2 separate regions of the Zea mays genome follow, and region 2 is linked to region 1. A link is a contact called in public Hi-C data. All regions are on one chromosome and are shown on one strand. The core of a region is the stretch at or near the end of the contact, and the rest is flanking DNA. Distances in the headings are between cores, read along the strand shown.

Region 1 (6,179 bases), core at 1,356-3,855:
TTTTCGGCGGCAAGTGGCTTATTTTCGGCGGTTTCTGGCCGCCAAAAAAAACTGGCCGAAAATAAGGCTGAATTCGTCATCCGAACGTGCTTATTAGGCTGTTTACAGAAGATCGTTCATTGTTTTGTACTGTAAACTACACAATATATAGAATGGAATTTGAAATGAATGAAATTTGAAATAGGAGATATGATGGAAAATGGGTGAGGTAAGTTGCAGGAGACAGCCTTGGGTGTCTAAGCGTTGTTGAGCAAGGCAGCTATAGCAAAATGCACTTTGGGCTCTCTCTCAGCTGGCTTTAATTTGCCGGTGATCATTAGATTCTTCCCAGCTGTGACAAAGCCCTTCTTCATTTGGCTCTCTCCAATGCGGCAGAGGCTTATGATAATAATGGCGGCCATATGCATGCATAAGGCTAGCTAGCTAGCTATCTACCTCGATCGTCGCCTCAGGTTAATACAACGGCCGGCCAACTTTGCTGGTAGTAGCTGAATGCCTGATCAGCGCATGCTGCTGCTTTGGTTATTACTTATTAGTTCACTTTCACTTGCCGGCCGCCGCTTTGCTTCATTTCATGCATGCCAGTCACAGTCATCAGTGCACCTTAACCTGCTACTACTACTACCAAGTAAGAGCTCCACACTTTGATGCAAGAGCGTGATCACTGGCGTAGACAAGGGGGCTAGTAGGGGCCATGGCTAGATAGCTACTATAGCGTCGCTGCTGCAGCTAGCTAGCAAGCAGCACTGTATCGTCGATCATTCGATGGCAGGCATGCATCAGAGATGGATCTGCTTGGTGAACCGTGAAGAACATGACGACAGTGCTCGTGACCTCGCGTGTGCTTTCGCGTGCCTCGGTATCCGGTTACCGCGGGCAGGGACACCATGTTTACAGTAGTTGTACGATACTAGGACGATGTCATATATATAGCCAGTGAGTGGTGATGAGTGACGACCCGACCAAACGGCCCCATGCATTGTGATTCTGGACTCTGGAGTTGGGATCAAATATACTTATATATAGACCCGCAGGATGGAGCCAGACAAAACCAGGAGCCTCTGCTATTATACGTCTATACATTGTGTAAATGATCATACAAAGTAAAGTATTATTTTGCACTATAAATTATACTGTTTGTATAGTAGAGTTTAAAATATATAGGGAGTGGGATAGCGAGTTTAGTAGAGCTTACGATTCATTAAAAACGTATTTGGATTTAATTCATCTAACCAAACACTTTCAGCTCACCGTAATTCTGATTCACTAAATTAATGGGGCGCGGAGGATACTCCACCAACACTCATGGGCCCCTCCCATTATACATAATACAATACCAGTATTAGAATGTTTAGGGGCTCCCCAGCAGCTCCAGATTCACAAAAACAGCTCCACTTTATGAAAAGTTAGCCAAATAGTTCACATTCACAAATGTAGATTCACCAAATTATTAAATCTAGCATTACCAGACATAGCTACTTTGCCGAGTGCTTCAGCCTAGAAAATACTTGCGAAAAGAAGTCTCAACGAACTGTATATCGGTAGCTGCTTCTTTGCCGAGTACTTTTTGTCGGCCACTCAGCAAAGGCTTTGCCGTATGCCACGAGACACTCGACAAAGAAAAGTCGTCGTCACGACGCCAGGTAACGGTGTCGGAGCCTTTGCCGAGTGTCTACACAAATAGGGGCTAAACCCTAAACCCCTATAGGGGCTAGATTCACTATTTTGGTGGAGCTCCTCAAGAGGTGTTTCACCGGCTCCAATTTGGTAGAATTCTCAAAATTACCCGCTAATGTCATTAGTTACACAAAAACTGGTTCACTCTTTTTCTTTCTTTGATTCTGTCGCTTCCTCTTCTATCGACGCCTCCGTCTCCTTCAACTCTGGTCGCACCTCACTAGCACCAACCTCATCGAAAAGTCATGCCCAACCCACGCCAGCCTCACCTTGCCCTCCCCCGATCGATTGCGCCCCACCACCGACCGACCACGCTCCACCAATGTTGTGTTAGGCCTGCTCGACCTCCCCTGGTCAGTTGTACCCTACCAACACCATGTTGAGTAGCCCACCCCATCTTGCCTTGCCTTCCCTCGGTAGGTCGTACCCCGGCAATGCCATGTCAGGCCTTCTTTGCCAACACCGAGTCAACCTTGCCCTAACTGCCTCGCCTGCTCCAAGCCTACGTCAGTCATATTGTTGATCTAGTTCAAGCACTAACTTGTTAAAACTTGACAATTATACTTATGGCATAAGAGAAGATGATAGATTCAAAGTCAACAAATTTTGTGTGCCTCTCAGTTAAGCTTGTTGAAACAAAGAAATATAAGTTTTTTATATGGTTTACTTGCTTCTCAAATTGGTGCTACTTTCGCCAGTGGCAAGAACAAGTGTTGAAAATGCATTTCCAGTAATGAGTTTAGTGAAAATTAAATTGAGAAATAAGATGGTGATAGTCGTTGGGGGTGATTGTCTTGTTACATACATTGAGAGAGGGATTTTGTTTTGAAATGGATGAAGAAAACATATATAATTGAGACTTTCATGCCGTTGCGTAGACCAAGTAATATTATTGTAATCTTTATATCCATTTATAACATGTTCGGACTATTTGGCAGCTTATTTTATATCTATTTACCGAATGGACTATAAAATTACATATAAATGAATTGTACGTATATGAAATAAAAAGGTCTAGGGCCGTCACTACCGTGACGTGGCGAGCCTTGATATGTGAGGCACACTGTAGCGGAAGCGCCATCCGCCAGTACAAATTAAGCCGCCGGCAGCTAGCCAGTGTCCGCGGCTGCCACGGCACCGCACCACACGCAGAGCGGCAGAGGCACACCAGCAGCGCAACCGGCCGCGCGTGATCGATGGGCAAGTGCGTGAGGATCCGCGGCAGCAGCAAGCCGCGCGCCGCCGCCGCCGCGGCGGCGTCGTGCCTCACGCTGTGCAGCGGGCGCCGCGTGCCGCCGTCGGAGGCGTCGGCGGCGTGCAGCCCGAGGACGAGAAGCAGGCCGCGGCGCCACCGCGGGGCAGGCCTCCGGCGGTGGTGCGGCGCCAAGGAGAGCGCGTACGGCGGCAGCCCCCGGCGCCACAGGGGCGAGGGCGAGGCCGACGCGCGGAGCCCCCGTGGCCGGGTGCTCGGTGTCGGTGCCCGCCAGCAGCAGCTCTGCGCCGACGACGGGCTCGGCCAGCAGCACGAGGAGGAGGCGTCTGCGACGATGGCCGGCGACTGCGACGACGGCGCGGGCGTGGCGAAAGTGAATAAGGCGAATAAACACGAGAACGACGAGTGCGGCTGCCGCGTCGTCGGCGGCGTCGCCAGCCAGACGCCGTCGCCGTCGCCGTCGCCGCCACCGCCGCCGACGGAAACCGAGATAGAGGCCTTCTTCGCGGACGCGGAGCTGGCCGAGCGCCGGCGATTCGCAGAGGCGTAAGCACCACGTGAATTCGATTATTCCACCGCCCCACGCGCGCAGTTGGGTTGGCGTGGTGGCTAGCTGATGACTCCAAGCTAAGCTCCGCACACCCTCGCTCTGCAGGTACAATTACGACGTCGCCCTCGACCGCCCGCTGGAGGGGCGCTTCGAGTGGGTGCCGCTGCCGCTGACGGGGGGTCGGAGGTGGTAAACCCGTCACAGTCCGTTCGTTAACCTCAAGGTCAAGCAGCTAGCAATGCTCTCCTCCGACCACCCTCAGCTGGCAAACTTCAAACTGGAGTCATCACTCATCAGTAGTGCTGATTATTATCCTCCCCTGATGTCGTACGTTATTTTTTTGTAGACTGTCACTCATCCATCACTACCCCTTAATTAGATTTATTATTAGCGTATATGCAGCTGATGGTGCATGCACGTACTCTGTGATCTGTCCGTGACAAATTAAACCACATGCATAGTTTAGTACTCCATAGTATGCATGTGTGTGTAGTAACTGTGTATAGGATGATCCATTGGAGGACGCTTTCTGATGAGCTCCCCATGCTGCTAGAGCTGTGCTTATCGACCAGTTCTGCCACGCGTGATCTTTCGTTCTCCTCGATCGTCTGTTTGCTTGTTTTTTGGAGCAAGGTACGTACGTGTGTGCAAATTTTGTTGTTAATTGTGAGGAGCTGCTGGTCGTCGTCACATGTAATCTATCTCCCTCATGACAAGCTGCTTAACCAATTGCTCACAGCAGCGTCATGAGCTTGAGCTTGAGCTAGGGCTATTAATTAACAATGTTCTTCTCCGGCCGGCTAGCAGCCTGCAGCTAGTGAGCGAGGTATATAGCAGTGTGGAAATTGACACTACTGCTGTTTTCCCAGAGTTGACTGGAAAAAATCCAAACTGAAACACAGTAGCGACCTTCAGTACTCCCAATCGATTCAGGAATGGGATCCCACTGACATGTGAATTTGGCTTGGCTTCAAGCTAGCCGGCCGCCGTTGCATTGCATTGCATGCGCTTAATTACTTCGCCTCATCCTCCGCACGCACGACGACGACATGCATGATGCGCAATTGTATGCATAAGGCCTGTCATTTTATCCCGGCCGGCCGACGCAAATACTAGCCCTTTTTAAAATTTATTATCCTAGCTGGCCTTTACTTTTCACACAAAAAAAAAAGTTAACTCTACCTTCGATCCATGCATGTATTTGTTGGCCTCAACTCCACACATGAAGACAGACAAGCAGCCGGTAATAATTTCATCTTGGTTTCCAAAATTGCTCGTTATATATTTCGCAGTAGTGATAGGCTTTCGTGTGTGGGTGATGCTAGCTAGCTAGTTTCTAGTTTTTCCTTTCTTCCTCTCATGAAAAAAGGCTCAAAAGTTCATTTATATATATAGCCTAAAAAGTACGCTCGCCATGTCTTCAGTACTCAACTCCTGTCCGTTTCCATGCACCAGTACTTCTTTGTTCCTTTCACCCCCCCCCCCCCCCTCCCCTCCCCTCCCCTCTTTACACTTCGTTCATGGCATATATTGGTATCAGATGTTAATAATGGATCAGAGTAAAACTTTGTTGTGCTAATTAACCTATGTTGCTTCTAATTTACACTGCAGTAGCAATTGATGGGGTATGTATATAGTACCTTAGCTGATCCATGTGTTTGGTATGACTCCCAGTCATGTAAACAAGTCAAAAGGCACACATCAGCTAGTTGTTGGGGGCATAATTGCATCAGCAACCAAAGAAGAAGGAAAAAAAACAACAACCCCTCTCTCTCTCTCTCTATTTATCTCCCTCTCTCTCTCTCCAAAGGCAAGAAAATACAAAGGAGATGGAATCTTGGTGCATGTCCTCCCATCGCACTTTTCTGGGTGCTTAATCATTCGGTGCACTACCGGGGGTCCCTTCTGATCCCCCCTTGGTCAATAGCAGTATCCCATTATTCGAGTTGGATGCATGAACAAGAGCTAGCTTAAAGCTGTCCTCTTCTTCTTCTTTTTTTAACGTTTAACCACTAGCTAGGACGACCCTGTACGTGCAGGTTTGAGGCCAGTGATTGGTCTAGCGCGCGCGCTGGTTGTTGGTGGTGGTGCTTTGGATCGGATCTGAGGCTAGCTAGCTCATCAGCTGCCTGCTTGCTTGCTTGCTTGCTTGTTTGTTTGTTTGGTAGCTAGGGCAGGCGGGAGAGAGGCGAGCGAGCATCAGGTCGTGGTATATTCTGGGAGGGCATGGTAGCAGTACGGGTACAAAGTCCCTTGTCGTGGAGAGAAACGCATGAGTTCTAACCAGAGACCTGATGCAGGGAATATCCACTCATTCTACTGTCTAGCTAGCGCAACTCTGCTTTATCAGCAAAGTAGATTTTTTTTAGCTTTAGCTCTGTAAACAGGTTTATCGATGAAGCTAAAGCCATTTTGGTGAATCTTTTGATAAAATAGCTGTTAGTACTCGGGGGAATGTCTGTCTATATATCTTTGTATGCTATCATGACACATTCAAGGATCTTAGTATAGAAGAAGGCTGCCATATAACCCAATCACTGGAACCACACTGCTCTAGGGAGCGAATGATCTGGGACCGGCTACCCTGGCTCTAAACCAACGCAGTGGCCTAACTCTCTCAGCAACTTGATCTCCGGAAACTATGGAGGAATGAAATCTAGAGCACCATGTCATATTTATAATGACTAGGGTCGTGGCGCCCTCTACTACCTCGGAGCATTCGAGACACTCTTGAATTAG
Region 2 (7,156 bases), core at 1,127-3,626, 270 kb before region 1:
ATTTGTTTCATAAATTACATTAAAATAGCCATTTTAGCACATTATTTTGTCTAATGACTTGTTTTTGTTCTTACATTATGTTTCCATTAGCAGCTGTTTGGTATTCTGGATTAATCCCTGTCATCACGACATTGTTTCTATGCTGTTTTCAAGTCGTCCGATTAATCACGATTAATCTTCCAAGTCGGTTGGGACCAATTGCGATTAATCATCCAAGTCGTCTGACTAATCATGATTAATCGTCCAAGTCGGTCAACCAGAACGACAAGCAAGTCGTCCGACTTGGAAACAATTGTGGGCATCAATGGTTTTGTTAAAACATAATACTAGCCACTATTTCTATTATAATTTGTGTATTATAAATGACAGTGAAGCTATATTATTATGAAATAAAATTACCATTTGATAAATCAGTTCATATAATCCAAAAGGATGACCCTAGTCAATTTTTAGAAAATTTTACCATATGCGACCGAAAATTTCAACCTTGCCCGACTGTTAAGTATTTGATTACATGTGATATGTTGTTGTGGTGTCATATGCTGTTCAGCTTAACCATTTCAGTCCCTTCTTAGTTCCAGATGTGCATTTTTAGTCGTCGTTTGACATGTGCTAAAGCGATTGCTTGCACTTTGCTCTGTAGGTATACTCAATTGAGGACAGTGATCAGTGTCTCATAGGCACAGCGGAAATTCCTGTTGGAGGCATCCACATGGACTCAATACTTGCCGAATCCGCTTTGCCTTTAAAATATGTAGCATATTCACACTGTTTTCGCACAGAAGCAGGTGCAGCAGGTGCTGCCACTAGGTTGGTCTGTTCTCCTTTTGCCTGAGGTTATGAACTTTTTGCTTATTGATTTATGATTATGAAGATTTATCATTGTATGAAGATGTATATTTGGTTTCTTTTATTTTGAATGGTTAAAAAGTGTGATAAAAGCAAACTTTCACATGCTCTGCATTGAGATTAATTTTTTTACAGTACGTTTTAAAGTTGCTAAGTTTATCGTCTTGTCATGAACAGGGGCCTCTATCGGGTACATCAATTTAGCAAGGTTGAGATGTTCATATTCTGTCGGCCAGAGGAGAGTGGAAAATGGCATGAAGAACTTATTACAATTGAAGAGGATCTTTATGCATCACTTGGACTTCATTTCAAGTGATTCCTATTCCTTTTTAATTCCTTTGCCATGTCCATTTTTGAGAGGAAATCCCATGCCACAGATGTACTGATGCCAACATTCCCCTTTTGTAGAACTCTGGACATGGCAACTGGGGATCTGGGTGCACCAGCCTACCGGAAATTTGATATCGAGGCGTGGATGCCCGGCCTAGAGCGTTATGGTGAGGTAAGGGGCAAATATCCAGGCCTGTATACATCTTGTCAACATTTCCTTGAATCATGCTGATGATTCCTGACCAAACTTTGCAGATCTCCAGTGCATCAAATTGTACCGACTACCAAAGTAGGCGACTAGGCATCCGTTACCGCCCATCACCCTCGGAGCCTCCATCAACGAGCACCAAGAAAGGGAAGGGAGCTGCCTCAGGCCCTACGCAGTTCGTCCACACGCTCAACGCTACAGCAGTGGCGGTGCCTCGTCTGATAGTTTGCATTCTAGAGAATTTTCAGCAGGGCGATGGGTCGATTGTGGTTCCAGAGCCACTAAGACCCTATATGGGTGGACTAGAGTTGCTCTCCCCAAAATTCAAGTGACCCTCTACGGTCACCCGCTGTTGTGCTTGTGTGGACTTAGAACTGTCTGGCTGAAGTACAAGTTAAAGGAAGGTCATTTCTCACTACAAATATACACTACTGAGTTTCGTGATTGGGGCTTCTGTTTCATAAGCAGTCGACTACTCTGATCTAATCTGCATAGCATTATACTGGTCGGTTACTCTGATCTGCATAGCACTACAAAGCTTATGTGCATGCATTAGGCCCTCTATGGTTCCCAAGAATCGAGTGACATTTAAAAGTAATCTAATGCTCCTTACATTCTAATGCCATGTTTGTTTCCTCCCTAGATTTTGGGACTGTTTGGTTCAGTGTGATACAGTTTGGAGGGGAATTCGTCCGTAGGAGAGAGTGATTTCTCGTTAGAGTTACCGAGCGCCGCCTGAATCGCCTTGCGTCGTCGTTGAGCCCCTGTCGCTGCTTCTGTTCTGGTGAGAACCTTCTCGCTTGCTTTGCCATGTTCCTCTCTATGAATAGGACTATTCGGTGTTCGATTTGTGTGCGAGATGGTGTGAATGCCATGCGCCGGTGGGCGTCGTCGCAGTAGGCCAACAAAGAACGCTGATGCAACTCGGGTCAGAGGGGTAGAAGACGCACACGTGCCGTAGATCGGCAAACTAACGGTCAGGATTAGATCCTGAGCGTACCCCTTCGCTCTTTTAATCTGGACCCTACATCCTTGACTGGACGACCTAGATTAGGTAACGTAAAGCCACCGAGTCAACTTTGCTAAAAGCCCCTGTGTTAGTGTGATATGAACCTGTAGTACTGGCGCCGTTATAGGGGATTTAATTTAGGCCCTTTTTATTTACAACTTAGACCCTTAGATTTTAGAATATAGAATCTGCCATCCTACTAGAGTATTTTTACCCCAAGCCCCTCAAGTTTACACTTATAATTACGTAGCAACCCCTAGACTTCACAAATAGGCCCATGAACCTATGTTTTTAATATAAAATCAACATCAGAACTTATTTTATCCATATCTTTTGCGTTTTAACTCCGATTTTATGTTCTCAAACCTACGAATTCGTCTCGACGCGTAGAATCATAATATGCAATTTGATTATCTATTTGGTATAATGTGATTTTTATTTATATTTTGTTTAATTATATTGTTACGAATAGACGAGAAAGTGAGCGAGTAACCTGAAGCCTAACAGTTTGAGGGATCTGAGCAGGAGCTCATAGTAGAAGGCAAGTGTATCCTAGATCACATTGTTTTGACATAATAGTATTTACTGTTATGTTCTCACCCATGCATGTATAGTTAGGTTAACTTGATGGGAACCTAATAGGTTACTTAGAATTGTTTTCCCTATACCTTGTTTATACCTGGTTCACTTATTATTGGTAGATTTGCTATTGCTATACTTGATTATGGAATAATGTTACATGTGGAACATTGATCATGATTTATTATTGACTTAATTGTTATGCATGATAAGATCATTTTGTTTAATTGAAACATAAAGAACCACCTAGGAAAACATTGCTACCACAAGACTATTATGACTCTGGTCTTGGCTAATTAATTAGGGAAGCTAGTGTGTGAGAATCTTATCCGAAAGGGGCAAGCGGGGAGGAGTTGCTCAAGTATAGGGAGGTTCTCAAGATGATCTGTTTGTGATAGCATTTTGGACGATTGATTCCTGTACCACCTCTACCTGAAATCGTAGCGGTTTTTCTCATACTAATGGAACTTTGTAAAGGCCTCATAGTAGATACCTAGTCATTCACCTTGGAAGTGTCTAAGGGTCTAGCTAACCCAGGCTAGAAGGGATATATGACTTGTGGGTAAAGATGTGCAATCTCTACAGAGTGTAAAACTGATATATCAACCACGATCATGGTTACGAGCGGCTTGGACACTCACATGATTAACATATGGAATTAAATTTTAACTTTTCATGCATGTGGTTGGTTTATGGGTAACAATTTTGTTATGATCCTTTCTCTAATTGGGTTGGTATTACTTATACCTAGTAATTGCTAATAAAATTTTGACGAACTTAATTAAAAGCTAATGCTTAGTTTTAGCCTTTTCTACATGACACTTATTCCTACACACTTGTCGAGATCACGCTATAAGTGAGCTCACCTTAGCTATAATTGTTGTTTAGATCAGGAACATGAACATGTATAGCCGGAGGAGGATTATTATGATGAATTCGATGAGTTCTAGGTCGTCGTCTCCTAGTCAACTACACATGTAGAGAGGTTGTCTTCGATCAGTTTATTTTATTTAGTTATTTTATATAAAGATATTTTATTTATGTAATAAAGATCATCATATGTGTGAAACTTGATCCTGACACACATGTGATATACATCTTGATTTATCCTTGAATCCGGGTTTGACAGTAACGAAAATGAACCAAAACAAACAGACAAATAAATAACGAATTGAAATTGGACATATAAAGCAAAAACATCGCTACATAGAGTATAAAAAGTAGTGTGATGATCAATTGAAACATCTCATCTAGAGATATGGAAATAATATACATATGTAATCAATTATGGATTAATTTGTTGTGATGTGACAAAGTTGTCTATGATTTATTCATTGTATTATCTAAAACAAGATATTATATAGGGATAAAAACGAGGTATATTGACCAAAAATAAAAAAGCAAAAATGGATCTCTTCAACTATTATCCTCATTTAGCTTGATCTGGAAAAGTTACCCTCATAAGATACATACCTAACAAAGACATTGCTAGTTGATATAGTCATATTGGTTGTTGCTGTGCAATGTTGTCGCTATGTCAACTCAATCACCATAAAAACACCAGGAAGATGAGGAGGAAGTAAGGAGTTGTGTTGTTGATACTTCCCAAAAACATGATTGTTGTCCTTCACCTGAGTAGATAAACACTTCGACAATAGTTGTTTCAAAGGCCTGCTCTCCCAGAACTTGTGTGCACAAGTGCTAGAGCGGATCAATACTCATCTGATAGTTGAGCAGCGATAGAGAAGTGATCCGAGAGCAAATATAGGATGGGTTTTATATAGGTGAGTCAATAGACTTGAACAGTCATTGAGTGGCCAGAGAACGAGAGAGCTAAAAGGGCATGAGAGATTATAGGTTAGATAACTTTGTCATCAAGATATAACTTCTTAAATTAAATTCTGAAACTCCTACTGTTCCATCAAAAACTTATGCGCTCTAAGTGCAACGGTAGTTTGTATATTTGTCCACAACAACGCTACACAACACCACAACCATGACTACAATCGTGTTGCGCCACACCATGCCTCACCTTGCAACGCCACACCTCACCTCGACGGAGGCGGCACGCCCATGGATGTGACACACCTTTACCTTTTTCTCAACCATTAAAGTTAGACATATATGCCCATCTATATAAACCATGTAACCATCCCATCAACCATCCATATGGTGTTAAAGGATCATACATAGTTTGTTTAATTCGACCCTTTAGAATTATTAAATACTTTAGATGGACCAAGCCCATAAAATGCTAACGATCCCTACTAAAATCTAAACCACGTATTGGACAAACTCAAATCCACTGTTCTTTGATATATTAGGGTTTTGGTGCAGACTGTTAAGTTGAACATCCATCTAAAACATGGGTTACACCCATTCACATCTAAATAATAGACTGTGCCTTCAATTCACAATTTTGCATGAAGTGAGTTTCACCAAAGTTCTTATCTCATATAAGTCACACTTCAAAGCCTTTCATGAGTATCTAGAGATTACCCACATATCATAGATTGTGACTTGCAGTCAAACTCATATAGGTGTGTTCCTTCTAGAATGTTCTGTAGGATAACATCCCTGCTTAGATAAGTCACTCATATCATATTAAGATTTTAGTTAGCCTACCATACATCACCAGATAATTGTGCACATCAAATTACGTAGATTTTATTTAAGTAGTCTCTCCATCAGTCATCCTCTAGCTTGTTTCACCATCCTACATCACAAGATCTCTAATCACATAGAACATGCTACCACCATGGAATGACATTAAGTGGGTCTCAAGCCCATCTTCCTCGATGCACCTTATACCACATTATGTGATAAATCTTTTGTAAATTTATCTACCAAATTCTTAGATGTACGAACATTGTTCAATATAATTACTCTAGAATTTCTTAGTTTTCTGACAGATTTCAATCACTTTTTGACATGTTTGTAGACTTTATGTTATCCTTAGAATTGTTCACTTTTGTTATTACTGTTTGATTATCATAGTTCATAGAGATAATCAGTACTGTTTTTTTAACTACTGGTAAATCCATATGGAGTTCATGAAGGCACTTAGCTTCAATTGTGGTAGTATCCAATGTTGTGAGTTTTGCTTCTATTGTTGACCTTGTTAAGATGCTTTGCTTGCAAGACTTCCATGAAACAACCACACCTCCAAGTGAGAACACTTATCCACTTGTGGCATAAATCTCACCAACATCAGGTATCCTGTTTGCATCACTATAACACTCTAGTGCCCTTGGGTACATGTTATAGTAAATGCAAAAACTCATAGTCCCTTTTAGATAGCGCAATACCCTCTCTAGGGCATGCCAATGATCATCCCATTGATTGGAGACAGACCACTGAGTTTGATCATAGCAAACGAGATATCAGGCCTCGCTGCACTAGCCAAACACAGACAATGATTCGATAATATCTTAGATGATCCTATGGTATTATATGAACTTCCCTTAATACCATGCTTGGGTCATAAGTAGTTGGAGCGGACATGTAGTCACTATATCCAAAGCAACTCAACACCTTTACAACATAATATGATTTCACTAGAGTAACCCGACTATTTCCTCCTTCTCTCAACATCTTTATGTTGAGAACAACATTAGCCTCTCCCAAATCTTTTATTTCAAAGTTACTAGACAAAAATTATTTCACTTCCTCGTTCATATTAACATCATTAAAAGATTAATATACCATCCGCATATAAAAACAAGGTCATACCTTTTCCCCGTCAAACTGGTAACAAACACTTTTATTAGCTTCATTTACAACAAATATAGCCAAATCCAGAACATTACCAAATTTCTCATGTGCTTAGGTGCTTGTATGAAACTATACAATTGCAATAATTTACATACCTTTTGCTCTTAACCGTTTGCTATAAAACCACCAGGCTAGTCCATGTAGGTCTCTTCCTCAAGTTCTCCATTCAGGAAAGGCAACTTAACATCCATCTGAAATGAGGAGACCATGCAAGGTAGCCAAGAAAAGTAAAACATGTATGGTCGTAAGAAGAATAACTAGTGAGTAAGTTTCAAAATGGTCTTTACCTTATTTTTGGGTATAACCCTTTGCTATAAGCCTTATCTTGTAATTTTCAATAATACCATTTGGCCTAAGCAATTATATTTTACCTCTTCCTCTTACATATAAATGTTTCATATTCAAGG

The links. Hi-C and Micro-C count contacts between places; a contact is called where the count stands out from the background.
Region 2: a Hi-C map of leaf shows a contact between it and region 1, with 3 times the contacts expected there. The contact joins the enhancer-like site here to the promoter of LOC103652776 in region 1. A contact is called at or near these places in 2 of 25 Hi-C or Micro-C datasets (ear and leaf).

Annotation. Positions count from the first base shown.
Region 1 is chr4:6,415,808-6,421,986 of Zm-B73-REFERENCE-NAM-5.0, reverse strand. LOC103652776 (cyclin-dependent kinase inhibitor 3) reads left to right here and starts at 2,605. Exons shown (of 1, transcript XM_023302327.2): 1 at 2,605-4,042. The coding sequence starts at 2,874. The coding sequence ends at 3,440.
Region 2 is chr4:6,682,336-6,689,491 of Zm-B73-REFERENCE-NAM-5.0, reverse strand. LOC542538 (seryl-tRNA synthetase) reads left to right here. Exons shown (of 10, transcript NM_001305867.1): 7 at 644-810; 8 at 1,027-1,161; 9 at 1,258-1,351; 10 at 1,435-2,004. The coding sequence ends at 1,719. Among protein-coding and RNA genes, the nearest start is that of LOC542538, 13 kb to the left of the region's middle. Within about 2 kb of position 2,376, at least 20 of the 20 cell types and tissues checked have an H3K27ac peak or open chromatin away from gene starts, as enhancers often do. A contact at or near this core is called in ear and leaf, where this site is marked.